2 separate regions of the Drosophila melanogaster genome follow, and region 1 is linked to region 2. Evidence: chromatin contacts called from public Hi-C data. All regions are on one chromosome and are shown on one strand. The core of a region is the stretch at or near the end of the contact, and the rest is flanking DNA. Distances in the headings are between cores, read along the strand shown.

What was found. Hi-C and Micro-C count contacts between places; a contact is called where the count stands out from the background.
Region 1: a Hi-C map of the Kc167 cell line shows a contact between it and region 2, with 5 times the contacts expected there. A contact is called at or near these places in 20 of 107 Hi-C or Micro-C datasets (the Clone 8 cell line, the Kc167 cell line, the ML-DmBG3-c2 cell line and 12 more) and 3 of 7 datasets of targeted methods (all in the Kc167 cell line).

What each region holds. Positions count from the first base shown.
Region 1 is chr3R:9,049,599-9,054,305 of dm6, reverse strand. Kdm2 (Lysine demethylase 2) reads right to left here and starts at 1,811. Exons shown (of 6, transcript NM_141607.3): 1 at 1,679-1,811; 2 at 547-770. The coding sequence starts at 678. Mst85C (Mst85C,) reads right to left here. Exons shown (of 3, transcript NM_001275470.1): 2 at 3,179-3,352; 3 at 2,075-3,119. The coding sequence starts at 3,345. The coding sequence ends at 2,558. Nmdmc (NAD-dependent methylenetetrahydrofolate dehydrogenase) reads left to right here and starts at 3,751. Exons shown (of 3, transcript NM_057581.5): 1 at 3,751-3,942. The coding sequence starts at 3,929.
Region 2 is chr3R:9,338,626-9,342,740 of dm6, reverse strand. drn (doctor no) reads right to left here and starts at 2,087. Exons shown (of 5, transcript NM_001275480.2): 1 at 1,972-2,087. It overlaps lncRNA:CR43301 (long non-coding RNA:CR43301), which reads left to right and starts at 2,749. Exons shown (of 1, transcript NR_048352.1): 1 at 2,749-4,115.

The sequences.
Region 1 (4,707 bases), core at 562-3,061, 290 kb after region 2:
GGTGAGAATGCATTTTATTTCCACCGATTAATGATGAGTTTTACGTTCGCTTCCACAACCTATTTGCTATCTCTCGCTCGCACTCCTTGCCTTCGCTGATCATCAAGTTATTAGGGCTCGGCACGGCGGGCTTATCGTTCATGCTTACAGGTGAATTTCCGTATGGCGAACCACCCACATGGGCGGCTAAGTAGAGCCGGCTTGTAACTTAGGAAAACGTACGTAATTGAGCAGCTTCTTTTGACTTATTTAAGTCAACTATACATATCTTTCCTAATGGGAGGTGTTAGTTAACTCGATTATTCCGGGTTATCAGAGCACTGAATTAATAAATTTGAACATCTGGCGGCAACAAACAAAATAAATTTCCACCTATTTTTCGGTCTTACACAGCTGGTCCTGTTAGTTCGATTTATCGAGTGAAACTTAACAAATGCACCCTAGGGAAGTACGACTGTAGGTTGTCGTGGCTTTATCGGTTATTGATAGTGAGGAAGGGAGGGGGCGGGGGGTGAAAGGTAAAAGTGGGGGTGCGGCGGTACTTACCAGTTGACGCCGCTGCACGCCTTTTGCATTTGGACTGAGATTGCCGTTGCCGTTGTTGTTGTTGCCGCCACTGCTACTGTTGTTGCTATTGCTCTTGGCAGGCGACGACCCCGTTTCAACGGCGGTGGACATCGCTGCCTTCTATTTTATACTTTTTTGTTAACGCTTTATAGTTGCAGCTCGTTTCTGGTTCCACTCGACGGACTCTATTGGCCAGACTAGAGCTGGAAAATCACAAAATCGTAGATGTAGATGATGCGTCAGACGTTTACGTTTACATTTACATTTAGTGGCGTTTTTAAGCTGAATTGCAATCCGACGCCGCACCAACAAACTAATTACGCTTATTACTTCACACAAATTGAACGGCCAGCACACGCACACACTCCCACACACAAACGGTCCGACACGCGACGCGGAGCAGCGCACAGGCACAAGCTCACTCACACACGATTGGCCGACCAATGAGAGGGAGCACAAGAGGTTGGAGCCCAAGAGCTCGGAGCACAAGAAACCCACCAGCAGAAGCTGAAGCAGCAGCAGAGGCCCAGCCGGCAAACTCACCACGCGGCAAGTACAGTGGCTCACCGGCCGGAGGGGGGTGGCCCCCAACGCGTGTGCCGCTGCCCAGAGGCTCCACCACTGCACTGCAATGAGAGCGATGAGAGGGAGAGCCGCGAAGAAAGCGGAAAAACAAACTAGAGTGGTGAGTTCGACTCCGGCGACGCGTACTCGAAATACTCCCTCTCATTCGTGCATCGGTCAACGTGATGTTTTGCCATTCAACACACAAAAAACGCTCACTTATCACGCTCCACGTATATTCGCCACTTTCCCATGAACTTGTAATAAGAATTCTAAATTTGCACTTCGCCTCGTATCTAGTTTTTGTCAGATTTCCGCCGCTGCGGATGCGATTTGAGTGCTATATGTGGTGGTGGCTCTGCCGTTCGCCTTGCTTTTGTTCTGATTCGTCTTCTCATTCTCCGAATTACAATCTTTTCGCTTGCGCCATGAAGTAAATTATAATTATAATTCATACGCTGTCAATGTGGGGGCCGTTCACTAAACTTTTCACAGCACCAAAAACGCACACACTCTTATACAAGTGTGTATTTTAAATAATAATTACCAAATAAACACTTATTTAAACGGATTTCTGGGCAATCCGCACTCGGACGTACTCGATTTTTTCCGTACGCGAATCGCTGAAAAATCCAGCAGCGCTGCGATCCGACCTCTCTGCTGGTTTTTTCAATATGACGGCAGTTGGCCAACACCAATGTTTCAGTGGGACCGCCCTGTCCAAAAATACCAAATACCAAAGTTCAATATTAAATCATTTTAAACAGTCATTTAAACAATCAACCAGTTAATTTAACGGAAAACTAGCTCGGCAAAATTAAAAAATATATAAATGTTATAAATGCAAAGAGGTTCTTACAATATCGGACTTAAGCATTCATAATTTTATGTCTATTTAACATTTTGCGTTATTTGTTATATATATAAGATCATACAAAGTTTTGCTTACAGTTTTATTCTTTATTCTTTATCAATTGCAAAAAATACGTATCTTTCTAATTTTAGTAGCCAGCAAAGAAAGGTCGATTCCAAAAACGCAATGTAAAGTATATTTTAAACAATATGGTAGATTCAGCTCGTTCGATCCACTTTACTGCAGAAACTCATATACTGTAAAAAGTGCTTATAAATTGATGTAAAAAGTAAAATGAATTAGTTCATCTTAGAAAAACTTTTCTTAAGTCAGGTGTTCGTTTGACGTCCGCCGTTGCGTCTCTCGAAAGTTATCTGTTCTCGACTCACTTGCTTCAAATAACGAATATTCCGGAACATTCCAGATTGAATCACATACATCTATCTATTTTCAATAGTAATAAAAAAATAAGGAGGCGGAGTATTCTTGCATGCTATCAACTGGGTTCTTACGGTTACGGACATACAAATCTACACTTTAATGCTTATGGTTTAGGGTTTTATATGGCTATCGCTACAGGTCTTCGTCCATGTGCTCCTGCTCAGACTTGTTAAGATTCACGCTGCACGTGTTGTTGTTCTCGAAGAACTCCAGATCGTCATCGTAGTCATCCAGCTCCTGGACCGCCGGTGCCGCAGCCATGGGTGCCACTATTTGGGGCGACACCATCTTGACTTCCGGCATCGGCATCGGCATCTGCAGTGGCGAAGGCTGCCAAGGGACCAAGGCGGTGCAGGGACGTGGTATGGACTTGATTAGCCACTCCGGTGGTATTACAGGTGGAGCGGAACCGGGACCCGATCCTGGCTTAAGGCCATCACAAATTACGATGCGATTGGCATTGCGCAGTTTCTGCTCCAGTTCCATGGCCGCCATTTGATAGGCGGGATTGGGGTGGTGGGTCTTCCCGGTGCTGGTGGATGGTATATCATCCGTGGCCAGTCCGCCCGTAACGCTGGCCACGCTGTTGTTGTTGCTAACAACGGCCGTGGCGGCGACATTGATCTTCGGATCCAGCGATAGACCGCTGAAATGCTGGGTGATCCTCTCCTCGGTTATAAGCATTTTGGGTGGTCTGCAATGAGTTCTGTGGTTAGTATTTTATGTGGATGTTGTGTTGAGGATATAGCTTACAGCACTGCCGGTGCCGGCTGCTCGGATTTTCGCTTATGCTGCCATTTTACCAGATCATTCTCCACCGAATTGCCGAAGGTGCTGCAGCTCCCGAATCCGAAGTCCATGATACCGCCCGGAGGAGGCGCATTGAATGGGAATGATTTCCGCTTGCTCTGGGGCTTCATCGCCAGTCTGTGGGCATCAGAGATGCAGTTGCGTGGGCAATAGTTATGCAAAGGAATGGTGTTCAAAATTGCAATGGAGATTGGATTTGCGACTTCTTGTTTTCCTTTTCACTGCAGTGTGGCCAGATGGCGTTGGCATAAATAAACCAAAAAAGATGCATCACACTTGCACTGCTAAGACACACTCAAACGTTAAGCGTTGAATTTACAACAGTATCAGATTATTCATACAGATAAAATTGTACGTGCGCAGCATTATCTTCGTTTTATTCTTGGTTATTGAGAAATCTGCAATTTGTCTACCCCTGAAATATTTTAATCTAAGGCCAATTTCGAAATTTCGAACTAGAAAGGTACTAAAAAATACCCGTTTTAAGAGCCATAAAAAGGGCTGCAACGCGCTTCTTTTAAATATTCCAAAGCGACAAGTGTGAAACCAAGTTCTTTTATAGAATACTTTAAACAAAAAGTGTTGCAATATTTAACGAGCTTAAAAGTATATTAGTGCAATAAACTCTAATAGGACATCAGATATTATTCAACAGATCAAACGTTTTCAGTTATTAAAAGAACTCGATTCAAAATGCGATTCACAAGGTGAGTTTTTGAAATCCGTACTTTGTTACATCTCCATTATTCATCGAATATAGCTATATATTAATTATGCCATGTGCTTCTCCTACAAGCATTTTTAGTTCTTAATTATTGTTTTGAAAACATGAGTTACAATGAAAAATAAAGGACAAAACATTTTCTTTCTGAAAACTTCGAAAATAGTTCTATAGCTTAAAACAATTTTGACAATAAATTCACAATAATTTTCTATCACGCATCCTTGGGACACAAATTTGTAACGACCAGAGAAAGTAAAATGCTCGTCGAAATATTCCAGTTGTAAATTAAACAAGCTTGTTAAAGCATGACTCCCATTGGGCAGCCCACTCGCACTTTCCACGGGGGTTATCTCCGTTCGAAAATAACATGTTTTTCAACCCAAAACGGGAGCAATCATCGTCCGCGAACAACATTGTTAATGACGCCTGCATTGTTTTTCCTCTGGCTAAAAACAAAAATCGCCAGTTACCAGGCGTTTGTGCATCAATTCCATAACTTATGGAATAGGTAATGGGTGATCAGAGGGGGCTGAACTCAAAGGCTTATCAGTGGGAGACGTTGGTGGCCCCCTGTGGAGCAAATTGACGTCACCGGCCAACAGAATCCAACTTAATCTCCGAGTGCAGTAATCGGAAATCAGATTTCGTCATCCGCCGCGTCGAAGAAAAACAAACTATTGAAAAATAACTCGTGTCGGAAATTTTAGAACAGCAAATATTCCCAACCAAAATCGTAATCATGTAACTG
Region 2 (4,115 bases), core at 838-3,337:
TGGCATTTTCTACTATTTATTTAACTGCTATTTATTTATTGTTCCTGTCTTCGTAATTCGCGCGACATGGCAACGCTAGTCTAAGCACACACACGACAAAGTGACGTAGGCGAGCCCGTGTGTATTGGTGACTGTGGTGAAGAGAGAGAGAGCGTGGGGAATCGACTAGTGGTGAGTAAGCAACGTAGGCGAGCGAAGAGGAAAATGAAATAAATTATAATTTTCTTTTTCTCATTTGAATTCACTTACTTTTTCAATTCGTTGTGGGTGGAAATTACACAGGCTTGAATCAAAAACTTAGAGCTTTGTTCAAATCACAGTAGTTGGAAATTTTTATGTGTTATGTTGGTCTCGCAGAAATTCAATTGGTTGCTAGTAATTATTTTAATTTTTTCTTTAACAGAGAATTGCACAGGGATCGTTGAAGAAGGAGGAGGGCAAAAATATATCACAAAATGGTGCACGACGCAGTTGCTTTTCCTCGTTTTTCCTTCGTTTCAAGTGGCGAATTACGGTTTTTTCTGCAATATTACAGGATTTTTTTTCTTCTTTTTTCTTATGCACAACGCACACGACTGCGACGCTGCTGCTGAGCTGCGTCCTGCGGTTTTTCTCAGCTGCAAGAGGAAAACGCTGCCAGTTTTCCTTTTGCTTTCCTTTTTAACTCGTTTCTTATTAATCGCGGAGCGCACTAACACGACCGAGAGAGAGGGAGGGGAGCGCGGAAAAGTGATTACTTTATTATCTAGTTTAGTTAGCAAGGCGCTGACTGGGCTGACGATGACAGTTGTGGGTAATTGAAGCCAAAAACCAACGTGGATCTGATCCTCCAAACGCGAAGTGAAGTCTCCAAGCACTCTAACAGAAATGAGCGGACCTCGCAACGCTTGATGACTGCGACTGGCGAGCTAACAGAGCTCTGTTGGTGGCAATTTGGTGATGAGAGCGTGAGTCTGTCACTCAACTTCTCCGGTTGAAAGCAGTTAACAATACCAGGAGTATGTAGGATTGAAATGATCGAAATGATTATTATTTTCAATACATTAGCTATAAAAGAAACACTTATTTATATAAAATCGAATACAATGTTTGTTTAAAATTATTTTCAATTTGTATTTTCTCCTCTTGACAATAAAATCAAACGCAAATTGGACCGAAATGTATGTAAAATAAAATTCTTATCGTGACACGACGTAACATAAACTCATGGTCTCATCTCTAGCCCAAACGAGCGCTGTTAACGCAAAAAGAGCGTTGATTGCTGGTGTGGTGAGAAAGTGGTTAGGAAAGGGGAATGAAGGATGACAGGCTAAAAAGAAATCGCCAGTCAACGGAGAGAAGCCATGTAGGAAATAAATTAAATGTGAACCGAGCAAAGATGGTCGAAAATGCGTATTTCCAACGAAAAACACCACGCTATGTTAGCCCAACAGTGCAAAGTGCACACACAATAAGATTGTGGAAGGGGAACAGAGGGAGACAAGAGACAAAAGACCAATGCAACGATAGAGAGTCAAATTTATATCGAGTCCCTGCCAACAAACCAAAACTATTTCCGCTTACTGGGCGTTTCAAGAAACCTTCAAACGCGCTTTTAATAATCTTTATGGTTTTTCGTATGACTTTAAATTGGGCGACGACATAATTTCGACGACGCCATATTGTTCGCCAGCCCAAAGAGAGCTACAGCGTGTTAACAGCCGCAGAGAGCGAAACTGCGCTGCTGCGTCATCAATGCAAACTGCGCACTTTTTAAAAAAAATAATTTTAATATCAATTTCTATGCGTTCACCGAACGGGAAACAAAAGTATTAATGTAGAAATCGCCTAGCGTATGGCGATTGCTTTGTCTTCCCCAATAGTAATCTTTTTGATAACAGTGCCATATTGTGAAATGGCTGTTGGCTGGCCGTGGTGAGTATTTGCCGCAGTTTAACAGGCCTGAAATTTGGTTTTCCAAATCACCCTTACCAAGAGAATGTCCGTTTTGAGGTGCACTTTGTCCAATTTCATTACTGATGTTTCAGAACATTTGTAGTCTAATTTCGTGTTTTGTCCTTACTGAGAATGGAATGAAGCACAAAAGCTTAGTGTTGATTAGCTCTGAAATGCAGTGCTAATAAAAATTATACAGCACTGAAAATATGATTGCCCAGTTTTTGCTCATTACATTCTTTTTGTCTATTTTGTATATATCTAATAAATAATACTTAGAATGTTAAATACAATTTAGGAAATATTATTTTCAATAAATTCATGCATACATTTATTAAATATATATTAGAGGGTATCGTCAATCCGACCACGCTTTCACATCGAAATGTTATTTTGTTGCGATCACTCGCAAAGCAAATGTAAAATCAAAAGCAAATTAAAAAGTCAGAGTGGGGCTAAGAATTCGCTTAATTAGAGGTCATAGGCTCCAATGAGATCGTGTTCATATAAATAATATAAAATATCACTTACGATCCGTAGATAGATACCAGTTTGTAAAGTTTCTCGACAAATATTTCAGCTATCAAAGGTCGCACCTGCCTACGAAATTGGTTCTGCACTAGCCTTGTTGTGATGACAAACAAGCCAAAATAAAAAGCAATAAAGAAAAAAAACCAACCAAAAATAATAACAATTTAAATGAACAGACAGTAAAAATACGCTAGTGCTAACGAACTTTGTAAACTTAAAGGCAAGGTTGCAAGCAGAAAAGCTCCAAAATTATGCGAGACGTACAAAGGCAAACTTAAAAGCGAGCGATACTAAATACTACGTAGTATAAAGTCGCTGAGCGTTAAAAATAAAATATCAGACACGCAACAGCGACGGCTGCCAGCAGTGTTTTCTATAGAAAACGAAAATTATTTCCTGTTTTCAGCAATAACAACCGCGCGTGAGGTGGAAAACGAAAATATTGCCCTGCAGGCGGAGATAACAGAGTTGGGGGTGTCTAACAGTCGTGGTGAATCCGAAACGCATTTGGCCATTGCATTGCAGTTTGTTTACCATCACGTATTAGCCACAAACCTTATAGAGTATGTACATACACATACATACATGTGTATGTATTTATACGTATACCCCGTAGCTTGCCCCATGAAGTTAAAACGACGCAGTTGTAAGAGAAACCAAGACGAGGCGGAGATACAAAGGGGCCTCAAACAATGCGTAAAAAAGGTGATTGATAACAAGGTGCGCCTTACAAATGTTCACTGTCTGCCCTCCACGAGCAATACAGAAATTCGTTTAGACCTCCAATCCATACGAAATTCTCTGCGCTTATCTATTTAAATGCTCTGATTTGGGTAATAGATTTGTATAGATTTGTATGTATGTATGTACATTGTAGCAGAATTTAGCGAGACTTGCAGTATATAAACGTACATAATAATTCCCTTTTTATTGCTTAATAAAAAGAAGCAACTATCTACATAACTCTTCATTTACCTTTAATTTTAGCAATTTTTGGTAAAACATATTACTTATTTGTCACAGTGTCTATAATTATGCTGATACAATTGGAGCTACAAATAGAGGGTGAAACGTTTTTCGTGCACACAGTTGCACTTTATGTAAACATGTGGGCACACGCACAAGGTTGCGGAAGAAGAAAAAGAAGTGCATTGTGCAGTCGAAAAGGAGAAGGAGCAGAGAAAGAGGGCTAAAAGGACAACCATAGAATGAGGGAGCAGACAAGCTTGGTGTATTTTTGGCACACTATCGCCCCCTGTAGCTACCTCTCTTTCTCGCATTCGCTTATACCATTTCGCTGTGGTGCATTCAACCTGCTGGTGAGAGAGACAGGTGCACTTACAGTTCCTCGCGATCAACAGCTGTGTGAGTGATTGCGAATCGGGCAATTACTTAACTGCGTTTGCGAGATAGGGTATCTTAAATTAATATTGTTACAAAGTATTGGAGCTGATAGGATTTCATATTTTATTGTATAGTTTCTGTACTCCAAAATATTTATATTTTCTATAAGATAACTTTCAGTTGGAGCATACTAACTTTCGTATATGGTAACGTATAAACATGATCGTAACTAAATTTCGCGTAAAAAATATATTAAATGATGATGATGAGCAATTCACGTGAACAGAGAAGGAAGGCTAACACTG